Linked DNA regions of Drosophila melanogaster: region 1 is linked to region 2. A link is a contact called in public Hi-C data. All regions are on one chromosome and are shown on one strand. The core of a region is the stretch at or near the end of the contact, and the rest is flanking DNA. Distances in the headings are between cores, read along the strand shown. Region 1 overlaps Ac78C (Adenylyl cyclase 78C). Region 2 has its middle 9.5 kb from the start of lncRNA:CR45689.

Region 1 (6,700 bases), core at 2,194-4,693, 2.2 Mb after region 2:
GCCCTAATTAGTGCGATTAGAAGCCATTAGTCTTGACTTTTCTCTTTTTCCCGTTTACGCGAATAAGGACAGACACACAAACTTTTATTTATGTATTAATAGAAGATATTTCTTTATCATATTATAATAATAAATTTGGGTGAAAGCAATTAGTTTAAAAATAATACCATTATTTAGCTAAACTGTTTTCAGTTCTATTTTGACAAATCAAACTTCATTTCCAATTCGAAAATAAAATCTCATTAAAATTCTATGTTTAACCAGCCAGAAAAAGCTAATACCTTTACCTCGATGTGTTCTTTTTCCATTCATGAATAATTGGAAACTCAAAAATACATTTTGTAGTTTCAGGCAATATTCGTGTTCTCTCTGCTCTGCATTTTGATTTATTTTAATAGCATGCAAACGAGCCAACTCCCAAAATTGGTCATAAGCGGCGTATGAGCAATTTAACTGGACGATCGTCCAAAATCGTTGCCTACTTTCAGGCGGTGCCTGCTTTTAGCGTCAACTTTAATGACCTTTCCAATTATTGATGAATTAAGATGGAATGAGGCATACATATAATTTATTATTATTATAAATGCGTTTCAATTTTAATTGCATGTGTCCGAGCGATGAACTTAATTGAATTGAAAACGAGCATAAATTGAATCAGAGCACAGGAGTTGAGTAAGTTTTTGCGTGAAAAACGTTAGTGCTTGTGGACAGGTGGCAACCAAAATGGTGAGTGAGTGCGTGTGTGTGTATGTGTTTATGCTTTAGCCAAATACATTTTTACATTTACCACGGAGCAATTTATTTTAATTTCCCCACAAAATGTCTGCTAATCATGACATTTGCTCGTTTACATTATGTGGTCGGTTTTCAGTTTTTGCAGCTTGCGCATGTAATTTTTGATGCATGCATTAGCTGCAGCTGCATATTGCATGGCTCTCTCTTAGAATTGCTTTCACCGCTGCACTTTTGGGATTTAACATTTTGTGCTTGTCATTGCCAATGAATCCTAAAGATTCCCGATAAAATGGCAACATTAGTGAATGAACCCTAATCACGGCGCGCTAATAAATCATCTTTTTTAGAACCATCCATTATTTTTAGGAACATCGTTATTTTTATATTCGCATGTAAAACGATTGTATAAGCGTTCGTATTTACTGTAACTCGAATGCCGAACGACACAATAGACATGGCGGAAATAAAATTCGTACCCGGCCAAACTGTTTACACAAAAAAGAAAAGCCACTCTTTTTACGAGACACCGGTTCAAAAGGAGTAACACCTGCTGGGGTGGGTAATATTAAAGTTTAATTCCACAACAAAGCCGTAAAAACGAAACAGGAAACATATACCCACAGGCCACATCAAACGAGTTGCACTAAGCCGGCCAGCTCACTTTGTCTCCTGTTCGTGCACCAGAAAACAACTGAAATCTACATGGGTTTTTAAATATTTTTCCGGCATGGAAAATTTATTAGGTATACTAGTAATGGCATAAATATTAAAATATTTCTATCAAATGCATTTTAAAACTCTGTGCAACGATGAAGAAATAAGAATACGTTGATTTAAATATTTTGAAAATAGTTTTTTTTTATATTTTTGGGTATACCTATTCACAAGATAATTTCTATATTTTTTATTAACTGAATCATAATCCCTCTCTGTGTAGGATCCCCCTTTCCATCATGAAACACACATATAAACTGATAACCCCTTTGTGTTTCGAAAATGCCGCTGTGCAATGTGAAATATTTGAAAATAAAATATGCTCTCCGTTTTGGCCGGGCTAAAAGCAAATGCGAGGCGCAGAGAATGGGCCAACGACAAACTGGGAAAATTGTAGCATAAATTAAGCAGAGAACAAACGATGGCACATTGGCAGAGAGTGGGTTATCCTCTGGACCATCAGCAGCTGACTTTGAGTGACGTTGAAGCGTGTCTTAAATTGTGATTAAAAAACAGGGAATTAAATGGTTTGTGTTTAGCCTTAATGTCTACATTGCCATTACGGCCCCTCCTCGTGAAAGCCCCTTCCCCAGCTGGAAAATTAATGAAAACCGTTGTGAGTTTCAATTATGTTTTCGTACTTTCTCGCACCTTCCCCACCTCACCTCCTGTTTTCCGCATTTTCGCTCTGTTTGGACAATGACAAACTACTTGCATGTGTGTGCTCGTGTTTACTTTTCTTTCGGCTATGAAAATTATTATCTTCCCATTAATTTCGCTCTCTCGGTAGCGCGAGATTTAATCAAAAAATTAACTCATTGTGTGTTTTTAATTATTCAATTATTATGACTTTACGGCTGTTTGCCTTGGCAGCCGTTTCCCCATTTTTCGGCCCACATTTATAGGTCCGACTCATTCGGGGCGTGTTTTATCATAGCCGCAGCAAAAACATTTATCGGCCAAGTGAGCAAACAAGTGGCAAAAGGGAAGATCTTTCAAATGCGATAAACGACAACTATTTTTGCTTCTAGTCCGTACACTGTTTACCGAGAAACTCGAGAATGCGTGTGATGAGTTTAAACAATTGTTACGAGGGGGGTAAACCATTATCGAATGGCAACCATAACTTGTTGGAGGACTCCAGGAACTTGGATTGCAACAAGGTTGGACAGCGAAGTTACCAAACTTCTAAAACATTTGAACTGACAGAAAGTAAGGGAAAACATAGGGCATGTTCAAAAGCATGTTGTATACAAAGTTGTTTCCAGGAAATGGCTTAAGCTTATGTTAGGGTTTTAGGTTTTTTTTTTTTGAGCGGAAAAAAAGTTTCTCCAAAGGGTGTTTTTGCATAATTATAATGAATTTGGGCAAGGTACATTAATAATAAAATCATAAAAAATATGATTGTTGTAAAATAAATTAAATAAATATAAATATTTAATTGGAATTTATTTGTTTCCAAGCATATTTATAACACCAGTTCAACTCTCTGAGTGTTGCATTTGAATCCTGCAACTATGTAGATTACAATAGTACACTTTGACAGGGAGCCCTCCGCATAATTTCCCCTGATTTTCCACACATGTCCCAGAGCCCTGGAAAGTGCAGTTAGGGCTCCGTATTTGTCTGCTAGTTTGCGTTTTATTGTTTGCCACTTCAGCAAACTAGCCCCCCTTTTTTAGCACACTTTTTTAACCCCCCTTTAACCCGATTGCAGACTGCGATGTCGCCACTTTGTGCCAAAGCAAATAAATAGCAAAGTGAATAAAGTGAATTTTTATCAGCTTCACAAGTAAATAGACAACAAGATATTCTTGGCAAACGCCCCCGAACGATTTACTGCAGATTTTTTTCTTTTTCTCAACGTCTGTACTCGTTTACTGTGTTTGGAAATTGTACATTTTAATGTTTCACATATGAATAGATTTCGCTCTTGTTGTTGCCCATTTATACTGAAAAAGAGTGGGATACAGGGGGTAAACAAATCCGAGAAGAAAGCAAAGTCAACCAACTAAAAATGTATGCGTTTAATTATGTATCAGTACGAGTATCTGCATCGTTGTACTTTGAAAAATTCGCCAGCGAGAATTTCATTTTATCACTTTTTTTGTAGTTTTCTGCTTGGCTGGCGAGCAGTAGTGAGTCATTCCGAGGTTTTATATTATGACACTCCGCTTAAATGGATTTTGTGTTCGGTGCCTTATAAGGCAGCCAAAGCCATTGAAATCCGCCAGATCAGGCCAAGTCCATATCCACAATTCGCATTAGCCAGCGGGGCATGCAATTTAAAGCCACTAAATCTTGGTATCAACTTGGTTTAGCAAATTATTTGTTTTGAAATCAATATTTCTGACACCTCGTGTGATGGACTAGCCAGCAAATATTTCCTAAAATCTATACATTCATTTTTACAATTTGTTTATGTTGTGTTCATGGGTTTTTGGAATTTTATCTATTCCCAGGCAGCTTAAGTGACTTCTGGGGCAGACTTTTTTCTGATTTATTTGTCCAACGACTAAACGCTCACATTTTGGGCAGGGGCAAGAAAAATTGCGTCTGCCAAAACCGCCAGCCAAATTGTTGTGAGAAAGTTTTCCCTCGGTTGTTGCAATCTTTCCGGGTGTTTTGCTTTGGCTTCCCTCCTCCTCGTTTTCGATTGCACCACAGCCTTGGCAGCAATTTGACAGACATAAACAAAAGGGAACTACGAACACGGTGGTACAATCGTAGATGGAATCGTCCTAAGAGGAATTCCAAATGCTCTATTGTGGCAATTTAAAGTGATCTTAAAATAAGGTAATATAAAAACTGTAATATCATACGCTGTTTTTCAGTTTTGACTCATATATGGTAGAGTAATGATTACACATACAAGTTTGGCCCCAGTTTCTTTGCCTGTATCGGAACTAAAGTCAACATTTTGACCGGTTACCCTACCAAATTGGTGTATACTTTTCACTTTGGCAGCATCCTCCAGCCGGGATTAAAAGCAATTGTTGGCTTTGTGCCCGATGCAGCCACAAGTTTTGAGCCTGGCCAAATCCGGGCTATAATATCTGTGCCGCTGCCAAGAGGCAAGTAAAAAGTGGCAGCAACCAGGACAATTAGCACAGCCAAAACTGCTGGGCCATAAGTTTCCGTTGGCAAGACAACGCACAAAACAGTGAACCGAGTTCCGTCGTCTGAGGAGCGGTGTGTCAAGTAGCTCTTTCTGTTCCAAATCCCCATCTTTTGCGTTGTTTCGAAAAACTTGAAAAGAGTCTAGTCAAGATGAAACTAAATTAAATGCGGTTGAGGGGACAATTATTCTGCCATTTATCTCTCATATGGCATAAAGTTACAGAAAGTTATCTTTTTGAACTCGCTTTGAGCTGCTTAGCGACACGTGGCCTCCTCCTCTGCTGAGGTGAACTTTTTAGCCTAGGATGCGGTGTAAAGTACAACAAGGATTCGCCATGAAGCTCCTCCCCGGCGGATACTTTACTTTTATTTACTTGTCGTGGGGCATATTAAATTTCCATCGCCACTCCATCGCCGGAAAGTTGAATGAATGTTATTTTCAAGGCCCTCTTCCATTGAATTGCCTTCGTAGAGGCCCGGCGCGAATTGAATTAAATTGTGTGACTGAAGCATAAATAAATTCATTAAATACTTTGTCGAGATGCCATAAAAGCTGCCAAGTGCTGTTTTTCCAGTCCAATGTTTAAGGCATTCGATCGGACCTTCCCTCAAGCGTTCAACAGGTCGTCGAGGGAAACCTTCAGTAGAAAGAAGGACCAGAACTTGACCTTCCCAATGCGCCTTATTGATTCAATAATAAAAATAACCGCAGGACGATTGTAATTCGCTTGTGGGCCTGTGTATCTGTATTTGTATTTGCTTGAGTATCTACCCATGGCTTTGGTCACTTTCTCATTGCACCTTGTATCGCCTATCGCCTATCAAGTATCTTGTATCTCAATGTCAAGGCTGTCTAGCAGATGCCTCATTATGGATGTATTTCAATTGGACTGGCGGATTGACAATGAAGCCAACTGCATTAGCTGGTAGCTCAATGAATGCTAGTTAGGTGTTTATGTAAATGTGTAGGACAAAGATCGTGCCTCTATACGCAGAGAAATGGTATGAGAAATTAATAAATTAAATAATGATCATTTAAATGATGTGTACTTTATAAAAAATGCAACTGAAAGCTGGCACCTTCCCTACAAAATAAATAAATATTCTTAAAATCAAATAGCATCATGCAAAAAAAATATGGTAATTATATTTTATATTTTAAGGATCCAATGTGTAAGCTCATGACTTAACTACCTACAGAACCGAAATACAATTAGAATCTTATTTGATTGGTTCCAAATTGTCTTTTTATTTTTATCAAATTTAATATAGCTCTTGTGTTTTTATTAAGCTCTTATCTAAAGAGTCCCCGCTTACACTGGTACTTAGATAAGCTGCATATTAGCCTCTGTCTGACCTTTCGCCCTCCAGGCAGGTGTATCTTTTTTAAGCCACCTGTTTTTTCTACTTGGAACTAGCCGCTTATTATGCATCATTCTCATCAACCGGGAGCCCAGTTAATTTCACCTCTCAGGTCCTAATCCTGCAGACGGTTTGGACTTAATGCCCGCACATGCCAACAAGCTCGGCGGCATAATGCGTCAAATTGCTAATTAAGAACTGCAGCAGTGGCAACTTTTGCCCCGATTAGTGGCCATGTCATTAGGGTCCTGATGAAAAGGGGCAGAAGCCTGGTCGAAAGAGGCGAAAGGGTCTGAGCTTGCGTGTTAAGATATTTGATTATGACAAACAAGCGCACATACTGTCGCTCACACACACACACCCACCAATTAGGGGAGGGCGTGGCCCTTTTTCGTGGACCGAGAAGTAGACTACGCTACTGGTCATTCAACTATTAGTGCCGAAAACAAAATTTGTGTCACGTAACACTGACCCCAAACAAAACAAAAATAATTAAGAGCTTAAAGATAGTGACAGTCAGCGAGCGGGCGATTAAAAATAGTCGGAATGGATGCTGCCCACTCCTATTTTTAGGGTCACCCCGGGGTCAATCACTCCACGCGGCTAGACACCAGCGTGGTGGCAAAGGGTGGCCATAGGTGGCCCGATGTGGCTTAAGGTGGCCAAAGGGTCTAATCATCCCCCGATTCGAGTGGGTCCTTAAAACCACCAATTTATTTGCGTTTTGCCCGCTGCGCACAAAGTTTTTTGGGCAGCTCACTGAGGCTGC
Region 2 (6,346 bases), core at 876-3,375:
TGTTGTTTCACAGATATGCAATCAGGAGAAACGGCAGCAGTTAGTGTCCTGAAAGGAGTGCGTTCTGGGAAAATCAAGCTGAGCCGGAGCAAATCCACCGGGGGCCAGGTCCATGTGGCAAGATACATCAAGAAACAGCTGCGAAGGTAACCCGAAATATGTCAACATCACAAGGTGGTTGGGTTGTCCTGGTTGGGTGGTGGTGTGAGTTGCCATTGTGAGCCCAAGGAGCTACGATGTGAATTTAAATATGCAACTACATTTTTCCACAAGCCCGACAACGTTGGGAATCTATTAACACGTTTTGACACTTGCAGGCAGAAATTGCCCTGGCAAAATCTGGATTTAAGAGGTGGAAAGTGCTCCGGGTACATCGACAACTAAATGTCAATTTATTTTACATCAAATAGGAGACGGAAGACAACATGTTAGGTCCTCGCCGAGCAGGAGATGTAGCGAGGACCTACATTCTCGCCATCCTTGCCAAGTTTTCGCCCAAGTTTTGGCTTTCAATTTTGCAAATGAGGTGACAGGAGACATGTGCAAAAGTTTCTGAGATAAGACCCAAGGGTGTGTGTGTGTGTGTGAGTGCTACCCTGTATGTTGTTTACAAGTTAACTGATTTACGTTCGTGATTTTGGTTTTGGTAAACTTTTCATTTCACACGTAGCTACGCAGAACAAAGACACCTGACGCAACTTTGTGTTTGGTTCTTTGAAAGGGAGATGCTTAACTCAAATAGTGCAAAACAAATTGTGGCTTGTCTGGTTTTCCCAGTCATCAACTGATAACAATTGTCTTTCAGTGGGCCAATTTTCCCTTGGGCTTACCACACGGCTTGTTATGCTGAAAGAAGAAAAGCCTATTTATTCGATATTGATAAGAATCTGTGAAAGAGAAAGACAAATATTTTGTGCACAACCAACACAAAATTAAAAATGCTAGCTTGATAAGCCGATTTAAGTTTAAAGAAAATCACACTGTATTTGATTCTGGAAAAGATTTTATTTAATGTTACGCATTTCAGTCTTTTCATCTTTCCAAAAACTGTCACTGGAAATAATTGAATTCATAAATGCTGTAAATTTAATTAGAAAATTTTAGTTTGAAAATAATTGAAGTTTAAGAGTTAGGATGCGGCTTGCCCAAGAGTTTATATGCCGAGTAAGTGGATAAAGTTCACAAAGCTAACGGGTATTCATTCACCAGGTTAATTTTCCCACAAACCTCCGTTCGCACACATATGTATGGGTTTAGGTCCTGTTATCAAAGAGTTGCCTTAGAATTCGACTTGATTACTCCACCTACCCGCCCGACACGTTAATCCAATTCAAGCGGATCCAATTAGCATCGCAGACAGCCTGCATCCGGTGCCTTATATCCGAGAGTCCTAGTTCTAATTCCATTACGGCGAAAAAAGTGCAATCTTTTTGCCACCCCTCCTTTGTTGGTCCTATTCCCAGCTCGGGGCCCAAAACACCTGGCCAAGGTTGTGGGGGCCAACTACTTTCGCCTAATAACCATCAACAGCCTAATGTGCAGGTGCTTAGCATAAAAAGCAAAGGCACGGCAAAGGCATTGGCAGCTTCAAAGTGAGCGGGCGCACTTAGCATAATGGACAAAGTGGGAATCGGGATTCAGACAAAAACAAAAACTGGTCAAAACACACGGCTCTCTTAAGTGGGAAAAACAAAGAGAGTCCCGAAGGACCTAAGAGAATGAAAGCTCCTTGGAAACTATGTGCAACAGGCCGTCGTTGTTTGGCGGGGTGACAAATGTGTTTTGATTCGACCGAAAAAGCGAAAGTTGCTCGTCTTCTAATTCTGAAATAGTGGCGACGCTGGGGACAAGTGAAATTAACTTTAATGCGACAACAATTCAGAACAGAAATTTACGGTAATTGCGGCAATTACATTTCGCAAATGATGCTGCAAACACAGCCGAGATTACTAACATTCCACTGAATACATTCTCCGCGCAAGTAGTTTACGGGCATTCCTGTTCCAGTCTCGTAAAAGCCAATTGAAGCCATTGACTGGAGGAAATCGCGCTTAGCATGACATTTGGCTGGCTCCCCCTGGCGGCTCCTAGCCGTTTTATAAATTTCAATTTCTGAAATGCTTAGCATACTTCTGGGCGCCCTGCGACGCATAATTCACACGAAGCAGGAACGTTACGAACGCGATAAGTCCGACACAGTAATCGTAATCAGTGACATTACCTTGGGCTTGTCTTTGGCTTTGGGCGGCAACTTGATTGGAACTGAGAGGTTTGGGGAATGAGCAGCATAATAAGATTGGACTGGGAGCGCCCACTCGTACTAATCAGCTGCAGGGTAGCTGGGGGAATGATAAGAATAGCAAGGATTATGGCTAAAATATAATAATATTATAATTAGCAGGATAATAAGCAAAACTAACTTCTATAGTTTTTGTAAAATTACTTTAACCAGTGGGGTAGGCTTAGATTTATACTTATATGTGCTATGGTCAGCAAATCTTTCTGAAATTGAATTCCTGCCATCCAAGTGCTTTCACATACAATTCTGCTTAATCATTGGTATTTGTTCTGATTCCGCTTGTTGATGGGAAACATCGTGCTCATCATTATCATCAGCCAACGACGGAAAATTCAATTAACGTTTTTCACTCTTCCACTCCCTATCTCTGTCTCTTAATCCGTGCATCCCTCTCTGTCGCACGAATGGGTGAAATATAACTCAACTTGTGCGTGACATTTTTATTGCTTATACGCAACGTTGTGCATGCAAATATTTCCACCACTATGAATATTCAATTTGGCGCATTGACTTTCGCTAATTGTTCAGCCGGGAAGCGATGGGAACGGCCTTGCCACGCCTCCATTCGTGTTTATAATGCATTCACATTCATTTCTATTAATTTAGCTATATCGCTGATCAATTTTAATTGACGTTTGCGTAGCATTGGCGCATACGTCACGCGGAACCGCCAATTATCGAAATTGCAGTCGCGATTTATTTGGCAAATAATAAAATGTATTGGCATTACGGAATTTTATAATTTGATTTTATTACGCAATCCAAATGGCGTTATCAAAGCATTTATATGTTTATTTCGTTATTGCCTAGGGTTTTTCTTGGTTTATTTACACTCTTTTCTGCCATTTTTCGTTTTCGGTTGTGCTGTGCAAATTGTCAAACCACAGCAATTTATCAGCAATCCCGACAATTGCATTATTAATGGCAGGCGCTTAGAGGCCACACATGCTGTGGACAACAGTTTGGTCTGTGCTCCTGGAATCGGACGTATCCCAGGGTCCTTGTGCGGTCGTGTAGTTTGCCGCTTAAAGGGCTTAGCAGTTGGTAGTCCTGCCATCCCCTTCGGCTCCCTTTTTTCTGGGGGATAGACCGACGCCACAACAATAAACCAATTTAAAGAAACCTTATGTAAACAGTTTTATAATGGATTATATATGTATCCGTGTGCGTACGTATGCGTGTGTGGAAGTGCTTACCGTCACAGCAGCACAAGAAATCAGGGGGAAAGTCTTCAACTGGACAGGAAATGAGTGAAACAGTGGGAGCGAGCTTCATCCAAGGACTTCTTCGGCCGTTACAAAGCGAAGTCTCAACGACAATTTAAGTGAGAGTTTGAGGAACAATGAAGATACTTTCTCATAAATCCGACGGATATTCGTGCATTGTGTTATTATTTTAAAAGCTTTGTTGGATACTGACAACAAAACAAATATCTTTAAAGGTTCATTACTTACATAGGCTTTAAAAAAATATAATATAGTTCACTTACAAGGACAAGGAGTCACAGTTGAGTTTTAGCACATTCCCAACCAATTTTAAAGTCTTGTGTGAACACACATTGAAAATAATCATTGGATGGCATGGAATTAAAACCTTTTTCCAGAGTAAATTCAAGAGTTCTTCAATCGTCCACACATATCGAGACCCTCATCTGCACATACATCATCCTTAAGCCCTTTGCAATTCCAGCTTATTTAAGAGCGCATCACAATGAATTTTCATTTGAAAGACTTCGTGGCTAAACATTTTGTTAACCACAAAATCTAATCTGTTACCATGGTAAGTAATACCAGGATGTAACTGGGCCAAAGACGACACACGCAGGGGCAAATGAGAGGGAGTTAGTGGTGGAACAACCGCTGGCTGGGCGACATGGGAAAATGTTTGCAATGCCATTTGTTTGTCATGCACAATGGCTGCAGAAATGAGCTGAGCTCCACTGAACTGCACCACCGCCCCATCCGAAAGCGGGGTGTCTGCCATACTCGTATGTATATGTGCATATGCGAGGCAATTGGAATGGCGAATACGGAGGACCGGTGGCGGAATCAAACACATCATCCTACAAATGGAACCACAGTCGGGACAGCCCGCATCCACTAGCCAGCATTCAGAGTCCGCCATTCTGCATCCTGCATCCTCTGTTCAGCCTCGTCCGTTCAACAAGAGCTGCATCTCGGAGGGAGCATTTCTGATGGAATAAACTGCTGCACAATTTGCTCTGCGGTCAGTGGCTCGCACGAGCGAGGAGCTAACTCTGCCCTCGCCCACCTCAATAAACTCGAAGAAAATGTGCAAGAAGTGAATACAATGCAGCTGAAGACACCTTTTAAGTCTGAACATTATATTCTGAGCACGTTTAGAAAATCCAAGCATCAAAGTTTAAAGTTGTTAATTAATTAAATAATAAATATTTCAAAAATCTTTACAATAATATTACCTTGTTTCTTCATTTTGCCAATGTATTTCTCTCAGTGCACCCACAATTGGCTGGCATTGTCAACTGGGCGCCACGCGCCCTTCTCTCTCGCACTCACGTGGGCTGGGGACCATGGGATTTGCATGCGTTACATGCGCCGAGAATGCGGCACGATGATGGGTCAGTTAAGCCGGGAACGAGGCGAACGGCAGGTTAGAGCAAGTTTTAAATATGAGTTCAAACAAATTAACGAAATTTGCCCCTGCTGATGCTCTCCAGATTGCGCAACTTTGTTCTGCATGCTTTCAGGCGCCGTCTGGAGAATTGCAGCACTTAAGTTGCAGTTGCCAAGCATCCTGGCTGCCCCATGCTGCTTGCAATTGTTATTTCAATTTAAAAGATTTGCCCCAAGTGGCTAGCACGAAGACAGCAACTTCCACTTAAAGCTCTCACAACCTTGCAATATTCATGTTTGTGTGGATTGCCCATTATAATAGATACTAACAACAATGTGGAAAAGAAACAAGATCTCTGCAATTGAATTATTTTAAGACGCAGAACACAGGAAATGGAAAATTGCAAATAATATAGGTAGATAGACCGAAGCAAAATTCAATTTATTATTATTCTTTTTGAAAATAAATCATTTCTATGCCTCAATTCTTATATAAAATGAGCATAACCCACTTGTTATCTACTCATACTTATAGTAGGCACATTTAGCACAAGCTCTTGAAGAGCTTTAAGGCCCACACTGAATTCGACTTGCTTAGCTCTATGTTCCTGGTGAGCATGTATTAAAATTATGTCTAGCATTGGCAAGGACATTGACTGGCAGCGTCACGCTCTCGAGCAGATTCAAATCACGCATACGCCGCGTGTGCATTGCATATTAGGAGAGCTGTCATCTCGCTGTCGTGCATGTCTGTCTATCCATCCAGTGAGTGCTTTCGTTTTTTCCTTCTTGGAACACACATAATTATGCAGTCGCCGCGGGCGAATCAATTAAACCGAACACCGCGTGGAAATTGATGGTAAATCGAAACGAAAAATCCATATCCAAATCCCTACAGCCATCCGGTTTCGGATGGCAAAGCCATCCAGTTTCCTTACACAGTCGCCTGCTAAGCAGATGCGTCAGGAGTAAACACTTATACACACTTTTCTTGGCCCCCAGAGATTTCGTTTTGGCTTTGATCTGGAACGGCTTCCTTAAACGAATTCGTGTTTTCGCCGGCCAATTGTTTGCAGCATGTGCAACGTGGCTGTCGCCTTTGTTTGGCCACGTCGACAGGTGGCAACTGCTGCATCCATTCGAGGTGATTTCCGTTCCGAAATCCCAAATCCGTCGCAGGCGGCGCCTTTTTCACATGCCAATGAGGCTGAAGGCACCGGATTGTGCTCGAAATTGTCTGTTCACTAGGCCATCTTCAAGACGCTCTCAATGCGCATTTTAAGTAAAATTTTAAAGAGACGCCAGTCGCAGGCTGAAGGATTATGAAAAGCCGCTGAGTGTATGTTAAGTGGATGACAGAGAATTCAAATAAAGTGCTTGCCACTCTACAAAAGAACTGCTTAAGATTCTTTTAACCAGAATTGGAATAAAGCCAGCAAATTCTGATTTTAAA

What was found. Hi-C and Micro-C count contacts between places; a contact is called where the count stands out from the background.
Region 1: a contact with region 2 is called in a Hi-C map of the Kc167 cell line, with 1.7 times the contacts expected there. A contact is called at or near these places in 2 of 107 Hi-C or Micro-C datasets (the Kc167 cell line and embryo).

What each region holds. Positions count from the first base shown.
Region 1 is chr3L:21,163,983-21,170,682 of dm6, forward strand. The region is part of intron 1 of Ac78C (Adenylyl cyclase 78C); the gene reads right to left. Among named protein-coding and RNA genes, the nearest start is that of Ac78C, 4.6 kb to the right of the region's middle.
Region 2 is chr3L:18,966,651-18,972,996 of dm6, forward strand. No RefSeq gene overlaps it. Among named protein-coding and RNA genes, the nearest start is that of lncRNA:CR45689, 9.5 kb to the right of the region's middle.